2 separate regions of the Zea mays genome follow, and region 1 is linked to region 2. A link is a contact called in public Hi-C data. All regions are on one chromosome and are shown on one strand. The core of a region is the stretch at or near the end of the contact, and the rest is flanking DNA. Distances in the headings are between cores, read along the strand shown.

Region 1 (5,526 bases), core at 441-2,940, 280 kb before region 2:
CTTCCTATACCCACCATGAGAAAGAGGATGGGGAATTCAAAAGGCTTCAGCCAATAAATGGATAGCATAAAACTGGTTTATTTTCTCCATGAATGCACAAAGTGACAGAGCGGTGGAAGATTAGGGCTAATGCAGCCTTTTCTTGTTTGCCAACCCCTTAAATTTGAATCTCCTCAATATGTGCGCTTAAGCTAAAAAGGCTAACAAAAAGGAACTGAGGGAGTCATATAATGATGATCTGTAGGGGTAGCTTGATTGCCTTTCCCCTGCCACTCGCCCTCGCCTTGCTGAGGAAGGTGGTGACTCAAATCAGCTCTTTAGAGCGAGCAAGAAAATTCCTCGTTTTCATAAATAAGAAGGTAGCTGGTGACAACGTGAAAGAACCAAACACCGTCCACTAACTTCTTACTCTGTTAGACGAGGTGAGGGTGAGCAAGGGATCAAAAGCATGTAATTCCATTAGCGTAACTTTACATGTTATTGTCCCATATTACACTAACATCAACAACAAATTCTTTAGTCCTTGTTAGTTAAGGAAGGCTGGACATGGAACTCAGTTAACATGTAAATTACTTATTTTTCCATCAGACACAGATGATGTAAATAAAAGAAAAGGGTAAATGGGGAAAACAAATGAAGTCACCACCTTGGGAGGAAGGATGGCATCAAGGTCAGCATCAGAAGCCTGTGGAAACCTTCCCTTGGCAGTTCTTCTTAGCTTCTTTTTGTCTGCCCCAGACAAGCGCTGTATGGTTTTCACATCAACAGGTTTCTTGAACATGGCTGATCAGACCCCAGGAACAAGCTGAGCTGCATATAAATGAGTTAATTATGACAACTCAATCACAAGGAAGACCATGAGGTACAGAACTGCAATTGAAAACTGAGAAACAAAATATAAATGATGAAACAATCAGCCAGCATGAAATTCATCTTTAGGAGATCAGCAAAATGTCGAAGGTGAGATTAACAAAATGTCAAAGGTGAGATGAGAAAAATGCCATTGCAGGCTCCTATTATCACACTCAACCTAATTATTGATTTTTAAAAGAAAAGCTGTGAGGGAACCTAATTATTGATTTCTATCAATAAATCTGCTAAAGCCCCAAACTACAGAATACTTAGTAGTTAGCGCCTACATGACACAATTCGTCCAATTGTAATTACACGAATTACTTCACGAACCCGATCGTTCCATATCCTCCTTTTAGACAAGAATGTCCAGCTCGTTAAAAATGAAAAGGATTCCTTTCAATCAGGCCGCGCATAAATTAGGAGCAAAATTGCTAAGCCCTTACAGGGGGGAACAACCCTACTTTCTCTCTGATAGTAACATGTTTTTCGAGCACAAGAACCCAACAAGTGATAAGAGACAGCAACGCATCACAGGCCAATCCGAGGACTACGAGTACAACAAGCCTAACGATCGAGTAAGAAAGGACATAGTTCTCCACCGTATCCGGGAGGGCTAACGAGCCGAGGGATCACAAATTATGGACTAGCCAACCAAGGATGGGGTTAGCGCTAGAGATAGGGTTACTTACCCCGCCGACGGTGAGGTCGGAGGCGGCGGGAGGGATCGGGCAGGTTCTCCACACACTTTCGGACGCTGCTCCAGAAGACGGCGCTGTGTGCACAGGTGGGTGGGTACGTGTGCGTGTCCCTGCGAGGAGAGTCGAGACCGTGAGGTCGATGGGCCGGGACCCTCCTCTCAGGCTTTACTATGGGCCCATCTTCCCTTTTAATCAAGGCTTTACTCCATGGGCCGATTTCACAAGAAACATTGAGAACAACGAGCTGCCCTCTCTGCCTGCAGCCACACGCACTGGAATCATCGTGCGGCGCAGCGAGCGAGAGGAGTGGAGAGGATGACGGCGCCCAAGCCTGGCGGGGGAGCGGCGGCCGCGGCGAGGGCGGCGGCGGCGGGGCCCAGGACGGTGCTCATCACGGGGGTCAGCAGGGGGCTGGGCCGGGCCCTGGCGCTCGAGCTCGCGCGTCGCGGGCACTCGGTGGTCGGCTGCGGCCGCTCCGCCGAGCACCTCCGCTCCCTTGAGGAAGAGATCACGTCGCCATCGCGCCACTTCTTCACCGTCGCCGACGTTGTAAGGTTCCGGTGCTCGTTCAAGTACTAATAGGAATTTTGCTTCGCAGTTGCTGCGCTGCTTTTCTAGTTATTTCCATTTTCAGTGCTCACTTTCGTTTGGGTTTCCCAACCGCTGCACTTGGTTGAACTTTATGCTTTCAAAGCCCACTGCTAGTGTATTGATGAACGAAATCTCAATTACTCCCACTAGGCTGTAGGTTAGTGCTGCTGTATATGCATCCTATGCTCAGAACCTTGGATGGGTATTTTACAGATTGGTAGACTTTGTTGTTTGACTGGTAGCTTGATCACCTGAGTGTCCATGCGTCTTGAACTCATAAGTTAATGCTGGTAACTGTGTATGATAATACTTGATGTTCAAGGAAATCTTTATGCTTACATTTTTGCAGTGTTATGCATACAGTAGCCATTGGGGGTTAATTATCGTCTCCGACTACAGTTTATGCATGAGTTGCTGGAGCATTCTCCACATTGAAGAACTGGTTTCCACCTTAGGCTTTGTTTGAGTACTCTAGTATTGACCCTAATCCACGTGTGTTGAGGTGGATTGGGGTGTAAATTAGTTTAAGTTCCACCCCAATCCACCTCAATACATGTGGATTGAGCTCAATACTAGGGTACCCAAAGTAGGCCTTACTAGGGATGTGGAGAGGGGTATTGTAGTCTAGAGTTCCCACCAAACGTTTTTAAAATTTGACCATAGATGCATAAAGATAGTACATTGATGACATAAGGTTGTTGCTAAGTGTTGGACAATAGTGAGATGATAATAGAATTACATTTTATCAGTGACATGTTTAAATAATCTGACTGTTGTTTTTTTAAATTGTTTGCTATGTGAAAACATTTTCTCAAGCATTGTTTTATGCTTCTGCTGCAGAGGTCTGACAGCAGTGTGGCCGAGCTGGCAAAGACTGTTGTAGAAAAGAAGCAAGTTCCAGATATTATAGGTTGGTTATGCTTTGTGTCTGCATGCAGTTGAGCCATGAAGTTTATTATGGAATCACATATTTGTATGCTCATTCTGAGTATATGAGAAAAGAAGATTTCCTGGATTCTAACCGTTGAGGTATTCTGGCAGTAAACAACGCTGGTACGATAAACAAGAATAACAAGACATGGAATGTTCCAGCGGAAGATTTTGATATGGTGGTCGATACAAATATCAAGGGAACAGCAAATGTGCTTCGCCATTTTGTACCACTTATGATAGAGAAGAGACATGGGATTATAATCAATCTATCCTCTGGTTGGGGAAGATCTGCTGCTGCAGAGGTCATACAGAAAACCATCAAATGCATTATAGTTGTTTCTTTCTGATGAATCAAAATCCTCAATGCATACTAAATTGCACATTGTCATTTCAGGTTGCTCCATATTGTGCTTCGAAGTGGGCGATTGAGGGCTTGACACGCTCGTTAGCTAAAGAGCTACCTCCTGGATTGGCAGCCATTGCTCTTAGCCCTGGTGTTGTGAATACTGACATGCTTAATTCATGCTTTGGAAGCTCTGCCGCATTATATCAAACAACTGAAACATGGTAAACTTCATTGCCTTGTGTTTGTTTGACCTATTTACCTTATGTTGTTTTACTGCACATATAGATTATAAACACAGCATCCAGCTATGGCGCTATTAACTGTTCATTGACTCAGCTGGAAATAAAATCTAAACCGACGGACACTCAGGGATGGGACACTATGATTACATAACTGATGCTAACACTTTAGCATGGTCAATTAACACATAAATCACCTTACTGAATCATCCTCCCAAGATAGTTCTGACCAGGATGATTTCATTGCTATAAGCATTAGGCGTTTACTAATTAATGGGCATATAATGCATAGGGTTGTGACATACTTTGCTATGGCAAAGCATTAGCTTTGTGTGGCAAACAATCAGTATTATGTTGTTTAGACATCGAATACGATGAACATTTGGCGCTATGATCAGTTACCTGATTAATGGGTGGATGTTGCTGTTTTTTTTTTCAGGGCACCCAAGGCAGCTACAATGATACTAAGCCTTTCACTGGACGATAACGGTGCTTCCTTGACTGTATGAAGTCGTGAAATTCTGTGCTCAACTGATTGCTGATGGGTTCTCTTCATCTCTTGTAGCCTGATGTGTAGATTTTTGCGAGATTATGGTGATGTAAAATAGTAGTGATAATGCGTGTCTGCACTCTGATGTCCCTAGCTGCTGTCTGAACGTTGTTGTTTAGCATTACCTCTATGGCCTATTCATATATACTCAAATGGTGAGGACTGAGGAGTGAGGACGGTGCCGGGCGTGAGAGAGAACTATAGAAGCACGCGTTGCTTTGTTTCGGTGGTATCCCCACGCACGGCAACGCGATCCGATCTGCTGCCTTAAAGACAAAATACCTACTGCCCATAATTCCGAAAGATGAACAAGGCCGCTCGGGCGTCTCCAATTTTCGAGCTTCAAGTTAGTTGAATTAATTAATTTTAAATGTGCTAATGAATAGTATAAAAAGTAAGAGATTAGTATGGACTCTAGAGATAGTCCTACATATTTCATGAAGCGTCCTTTTTTTAAGCGCGATGTTCAAAGCTGCTTGCTTGCTATGGTCTTTCTCTTCTCCATATTTGTCATCTTTTAGGACTAGCTCGGAAACCCATTTTCTATTTTTCAAAGAAAATTAATTCTTTTTTCTTTGAGAAAATAGAAATTCTTTAGAAAAATGGACTTCCCATACTAGTCTTTAGAGTACTTACTATTTACTGTTTGAGATGACCTGAGAGTTCTATGTGTTAATTTCTAAGACTCCTGTGTTGGAAATAGTTTAGATAAGCTTCATCGTGTAAAACTTATTTCATCATATGCATTTTTCATCACCTTCTCGCTTATATACTATAATAGGTCAGCTTATTTATGCCTATAGAATTATCTTGAAATCTAGCCTAAAAAGAGTAAAAGAGGGTTGCAAAAAGGGTAGCCCGCAACGAGTGCTTTGAGTGTTACCAGCGTGGTGTGAAAAGCCGCAGGATTCAAGCAACCAAGGAGTCAAAAGAAACTCCAAGTTGAAGAAAAGATCAACCATCAAGATAATGATAATACAAGGAAGAAAGTAGAGAATAAGAAGATTAGAAGAGGAGAAAGAATAGGGCAATTAAGAATTGTCAAGATGCCAAGAAAGTGAGCTAGAATCAAGAAAAAAAATAGACGTTGCTGAGTTGCTCACATCAAATGCTTTGGATGCGAAGAAGTGAGACTTCACCTCGAGTTGTCCCAACGAGCTTGTGGAGAAGGCACAAGCATCATGAAGGAGGCAAGCTAGAAGCAGTGGCAGACTCACCGCCCGGCCACCCTGGGCAGCTGCCCAGGCTCCTCTGCCGTAAATCACTGATATGTTTATGTAATCTATGAGTAAAATACAATTTAGGATGGGTAAC
Region 2 (5,100 bases), core at 929-3,428:
AGGCTGCTTGCGCGTCGTCGTCCTAGGCGAACGCGTCCCGTCGCAAGAGACGCGTCAGCGGGGCTGCGATGAGGCCGAAGTCTTTGATGAACTTGCGGTAGTACCCCGCCAGCACCAAGAAGCCCCGAAGTCCTCGTGCAGACCGCGGGAGCGGCCAGGAGGCCACCGTCGCGACCTTGTTCGCGTCCATGGTGACCCCGCCCTCCGAGATGACATGGCCAAGGTAGGCCACCGACGTGGCGCCGAAGGAGCACTTGGAGCGCTTCAGATGAAGGTGGTGCGCTCGCAGTGACTCGAGGACGATGCTCACATGCTGGAGGTGCTCCACCCACGATGTGCTGTATAAATCAGAATATCGTTGAAGAAATCCCAAGGTGTCTTACAAGTATCTATAAGAAAGCTAGCTATCTAGATAAGTATGAACTAAGCTATCTAGATAAGTATGAACTATGGGCCTTGGGCCCTATCATGAGGCCCTGTTGTGCCTAGTATAGGCCTGGCCGTACATAACAATTGGTTTTGCCTTTGCAACCCATATCGTGGTTCATTAGAGAAGGCTTTCGTGACCTATGATATCTTGGTAATCAGTGTATTTGTTTGCTTTGAGGAATCACTCAATCCTAGATGAGGTGGTGCATCATATAATTAAATTCACTCAATCCTAGATGAGGTGGCACATCATATAATTAAATTCCTCAAGTTCGGTGGAATGACTCCATTTCTCGTACTGGTACTGTAATTGTTAGGTTGTGATGAATGATGATGCATCAATCAATTTCATTTCACAAATCAACAAAAAAAGACTAATGAGTAGGCAATGAGCTAACTCTTTGTTCAAACCAAACACCCTTATTAGTTCTTCAGTTCAGAAAGCTCTTAATTTTCTCTTGATACCTGAAGAATCCAACCTTGTACTGTTATTTGTTCAGTTTTATTTTCTGGTCAAATTTTCGCCACTGCTGATTCTGCAGCTGTATTGTTTCATACACGGCTTGATGCTAACCTTCCAGACTCATTTCACAACAGCAATGTTCATGCTTACATGCCCAAAGTCTTAGTGAATGTCGTAGCGTTAGCAATTTTTTTTTAAAAAAAGTTCCATTGAATGACTAATTCTTCTCCTGTTGCATGCTACAGTAATGCCCTAGAGAAACGATCAAAAGATATCGCAAACAGGATGTTACTTGAAGAGGGTGTACTGCGGCGTTCCACACGTGTCCGGGCTCAGCCAAAGGACATGGCATTCCTCAAGTACGTCAACAAGTGGAAGGATAACTGAGGTGGCGGTCTGCCAGCGGTGGTGGTGGTCTGCCAGCGGTGGGAGGATAACTTGAGCCACTGGGTGACAGGGTTTGCAGTAGATGTGTTTGGTTTGAGGTTAAAGTGGGATGGGACGGGGGCGACACCGTCCTCTCAATTTTTTAATTTTTTGGGATCACGCCGCTACAAAAAAACTACTCTGGTGTTTACCTCGTCCCTACGTGACTCCCATTTAACCACTGGAGTAACTGTGACCGTCCCATTTCATCCTTTCGTATACTTGGTTAGGTCGTCACAGTGGTTCGCCATACTCGTCGCATTAGCTAATGAAAACTGTACTAGAACCTAGTTTTCTTCCCTTTGCTACTGAAATGAACACTGGTTCACAAATGAAAAGCTTTTGCTACTGAAGTGAACTGTGCCACTCTTTTTCCACCTTTGCGTTCCATGTGTTTAACACTGGTTCACAAATGAAAAGCCTTTGCTACTGAACTGAGCTGTGCCAGGCTTCTTTACCTTTTTAGAACAGTCACCACTCTTTACATGTAACGATGTAAACGTGATGAGGCAAGACACTTCGATTTTCAAGGGTGGGCGTGGGCCGCGGGCCAATGTTGCTGTTACCGTGCTCTTTCGTTGAGTAAAGCAGCTGCCGACGATGACTGCTCGGAGAGTTTCAGTTCTGCTACGATTTTCAGGCAATGCCAAGGCCCGAAAGGTCGCCGCTTGGTTTGCTGGACGGGCCACGCCCACGCCCAAGGCCCTCCGCCGTCCGCCGTTCTCTTCGGTCGGCAGCCTGCGCGGCAACGTGTACGTGCTGGCGACCACAGACCCAAGCACCGGAAAGATATTTCTTTCTGCTCACGGCTAACGGCTTATACGCACACAAAAGAGAGGGTCTGGTGTGTGGATGATTCCAGTCCTCCTCCTGTTCTTTGTTTCCCGTCCCATCGTGTGTGAGCGCGTCTGCTGGTCTGCCAAGAGGAGGAAAGGAAGGAGGAGCAAGTAGAGATGGCTTGCCCTGCGCAGTCCATGCTCTCCGCCAGCGGCTGCATCTTCCTGAGGAGCAAGCCTCAGGCGGCATCCCAAGTGCGAGGGGGCATCATCGGCGGTGGCCGCAGCAGCAGGCCGTTCCTGCTCACCTGCAACGCTTCCTCTTCTCCGTCCCCTTCCTCGCCGGCGCCGGCGCAGGAAGACCCCGACTGCAACGAGGAGGAGTGCGCCCCGGAGAAGGAGGTACCGCTCTCCTCCTCTTCCCTTCGCCAGCTGTCTTGGAACTCTGCGTGCCTCGTTGCGGCAGCAGTAGTAGATAGATGCTTACGCCGGCACAGCAGAGAGCGGAATTGAAGCAGCAACGAGAACGAGATGCCATTGCCATTTCTGTGGTGCGCATGCATGCAGGTCGGGAGCCTGAGCGCCGAGTGGCTGGCCGAGGAGAGGACCCAGGTCGTCGGCACTTTCCCTCCCAAGAAGAAAGGGTGGACCGGCTTAGTGGAGAAGGACACCGCCGGCCAGACCAACATCTACTCCGTCGAGGTAACCCTTCGATACAAATCTAATTCTGCGGCCACTTCACTCACTGTGGTGTAACCTCAATCTTTCTGTTCCTGGATACAAGATAGCTTTATTATACGATACATCACCTCCTGCCATGCCAACTGATTTGCACAGCCGATGGTGTACGTGGCCGAGAGTGCCATCAGCTCCGGCACGGCGGGTACGTCGGCGGAGGGCGCCGAGAACACGGCCGCCATCGCCGCGGGGCTCGTCCTCATCACCGTAGCCGCGGCCTCGTCCATCCTCATCCAGGTGAACAAGAGCCAGGTGCCGCAGGTGCCGGAAGCCGCCTACAGCGGCCCGCCGCTCAGCTATTACGTCACCAAGTTCCAGCCGGCGGTGGCTGCGCCGGCGCAGACCCTCGAGGCCCCCGCCCCCGACGAGGCACAAGACGGCGCCGCCGCCACCGTCGAGGCTCCGGAGGTACCGGCACCGCAGCTGTCGTCGTGAGCTGATTCGGTTTTGTGGCATGCAGCTTTATACTACGGATGAGCCAGTAGCGCATGATGATGGAAGATATGAATCCATGATACAAGCATTTCGGAATTGTATTAAAGTTTGTATATACACATGCATTCAGCTCGCGCATTCTGTATGCTTATTTGAATTCAGACATCACGGCACTCCCACAAACCATTCAGTTGTAACAAGGTGAACATACCATTTTCACGCGTAGTATTTGAACATAATTTTTATTTTTTTGGGGCTCACTCGTACTACATGAAACGAATTCAAACAACGACAAAAATTGGAGCGAAGTGGTTACGTTCACCGTACTCCAGAATTAAACAGTAACTTAATAAAGACCCTAGTCAATATCTCTCTCCTTCATGGCGTGATGCGAGACAAGCATGCTGCAAACAAGAGAAAAAAAATAACCAACCAATGTTATAAAATAAAATAATAAATATTTACAAAACAAAGTAATTGTCATTAAATTAGTTATAAAATATACTTTCTATATTAAATCTAGTTAGAAATAGAAATGTTATTACTATTTATTTTAAATCTGGAGTTTGACCGACATATATCCCTATTTATAATCTTTTCGGGAGGAAGGGAGTAAGGCGATGTTTAGATCCGAGTGGCAAATAATTTATCGGCTAATTCTAGCACCTTGGTATCTAAACTGGCTAATAAATTGATTAATTGTTAGCAAGTTATAGCACCTTGGTATCTAAACTGGCTAATAAATTAATTAATTGTTAGCAAGAGGACTGACAAACTATTTGTCCATTAGTCATGACCTTGCTAATAGATCATGTAAATAGAAAAGATATCTATTAGTCAAGATTCCAAACATACTCTGACTAATTATTGCTAGTTAATTATTTATCGGCTAATTATTAGCTACTGGCAAACAATTAAACGCGAGGATCTAAACGGGGCTAAGACACATCACTCACCAATCACCATTTCCGGTTCATCACCGACCTGCCCATTCGTTCTAGAACAACTTTACTCGATTTTTTCGGACCGGAGAATTGAGATAATTAGAAATTCATGTAATGAGAATCAGGATCAATGTATATCCGTCTAAAACTTTAACCCGAAAATTTGGGTACCTAAAAATTCGAACCCAGGTTCATCGATTACCGGATTGTAGTATTATACAACAAAGAAACATAAAATTGAAGTAAACGTTACATGTAATAAAATAATATGGTTTTTCAGCAAGTTGTTAGTCTGCTTTTATAGTCGCACTATACTACTCACAAGTCTCACACATATTATTAAATCAGCATACATATTTATATTAATTTGTTCCAAATAATAGATTTATATTTAATATCGAGACATTTCGAGTAATTTAGTATCAGGTTGTATTACTCAAGCTATCCAAAATTAATTTACATTATTATAATTGCTGTCCGAAATTCTGATTGAGTATTTTGGTTTGGGTACTTAGGTTCGGTTAATTCAGGTTTTGAGTTTAGGTTTTAGGGTATTTTGCCCACCACAAGGCCTCAATTTACTAAACCCCAAGAAAACATGCAAATCACACTCCAGTTGCTTGCCTGGTCTCTCCAACTCACCCTTTTTCACCTTCGGCAGTCTGGCTCCATCCGTCTCCTGCACTGACCTTTTCCTCCACGTTTCCGGCAACTGCAAGCAACCACTGATCCAGCCCGTTCTGTGTCCCGGTAAGCTCAGCTCCCATACAATCGTCGTTCCCGCAATTTTCTTAACGAACGGGTTTGGTCGGGATCGGAGTTTGCTTTCACCCAATTCGGTGATTTTTCCGCTTCGTTTTAATATACTGTTTTCCCTTCTCGGGAGTGG

Evidence for each region. Hi-C and Micro-C count contacts between places; a contact is called where the count stands out from the background.
Region 1: a Hi-C map of endosperm shows a contact between it and region 2, with 2.4 times the contacts expected there. The contact joins the promoter of LOC100285176 here to the promoter of LOC107305671 in region 2. A contact is called at or near these places in 5 of 25 Hi-C or Micro-C datasets (endosperm, leaf, seedling and 2 more).

What each region holds. Positions count from the first base shown.
Region 1 is chr5:177,116,313-177,121,838 of Zm-B73-REFERENCE-NAM-5.0, reverse strand. LOC100285176 reads right to left here and starts at 1,690. Exons shown (of 10, transcript NM_001158070.2): 1 at 1,545-1,690; 2 at 647-810. The coding sequence starts at 781. LOC100277072 reads left to right here and starts at 1,819. Exons shown (of 5, transcript NM_001150739.2): 1 at 1,819-2,102; 2 at 2,985-3,054; 3 at 3,186-3,379; 4 at 3,472-3,644; 5 at 4,102-4,357. The coding sequence starts at 1,869. The coding sequence ends at 4,171.
Region 2 is chr5:176,841,602-176,846,701 of Zm-B73-REFERENCE-NAM-5.0, reverse strand. It overlaps LOC107305671 (proline-rich family protein), which reads left to right and starts at 2,178. Exons shown (of 3, transcript NM_001320761.1): 1 at 2,178-2,496; 2 at 2,662-2,796; 3 at 2,932-3,398. The coding sequence starts at 2,272. The coding sequence ends at 3,267. It overlaps LOC100284123, which reads left to right and starts at 4,874. Exons shown (of 11, transcript NM_001371976.1): 1 at 4,874-4,961.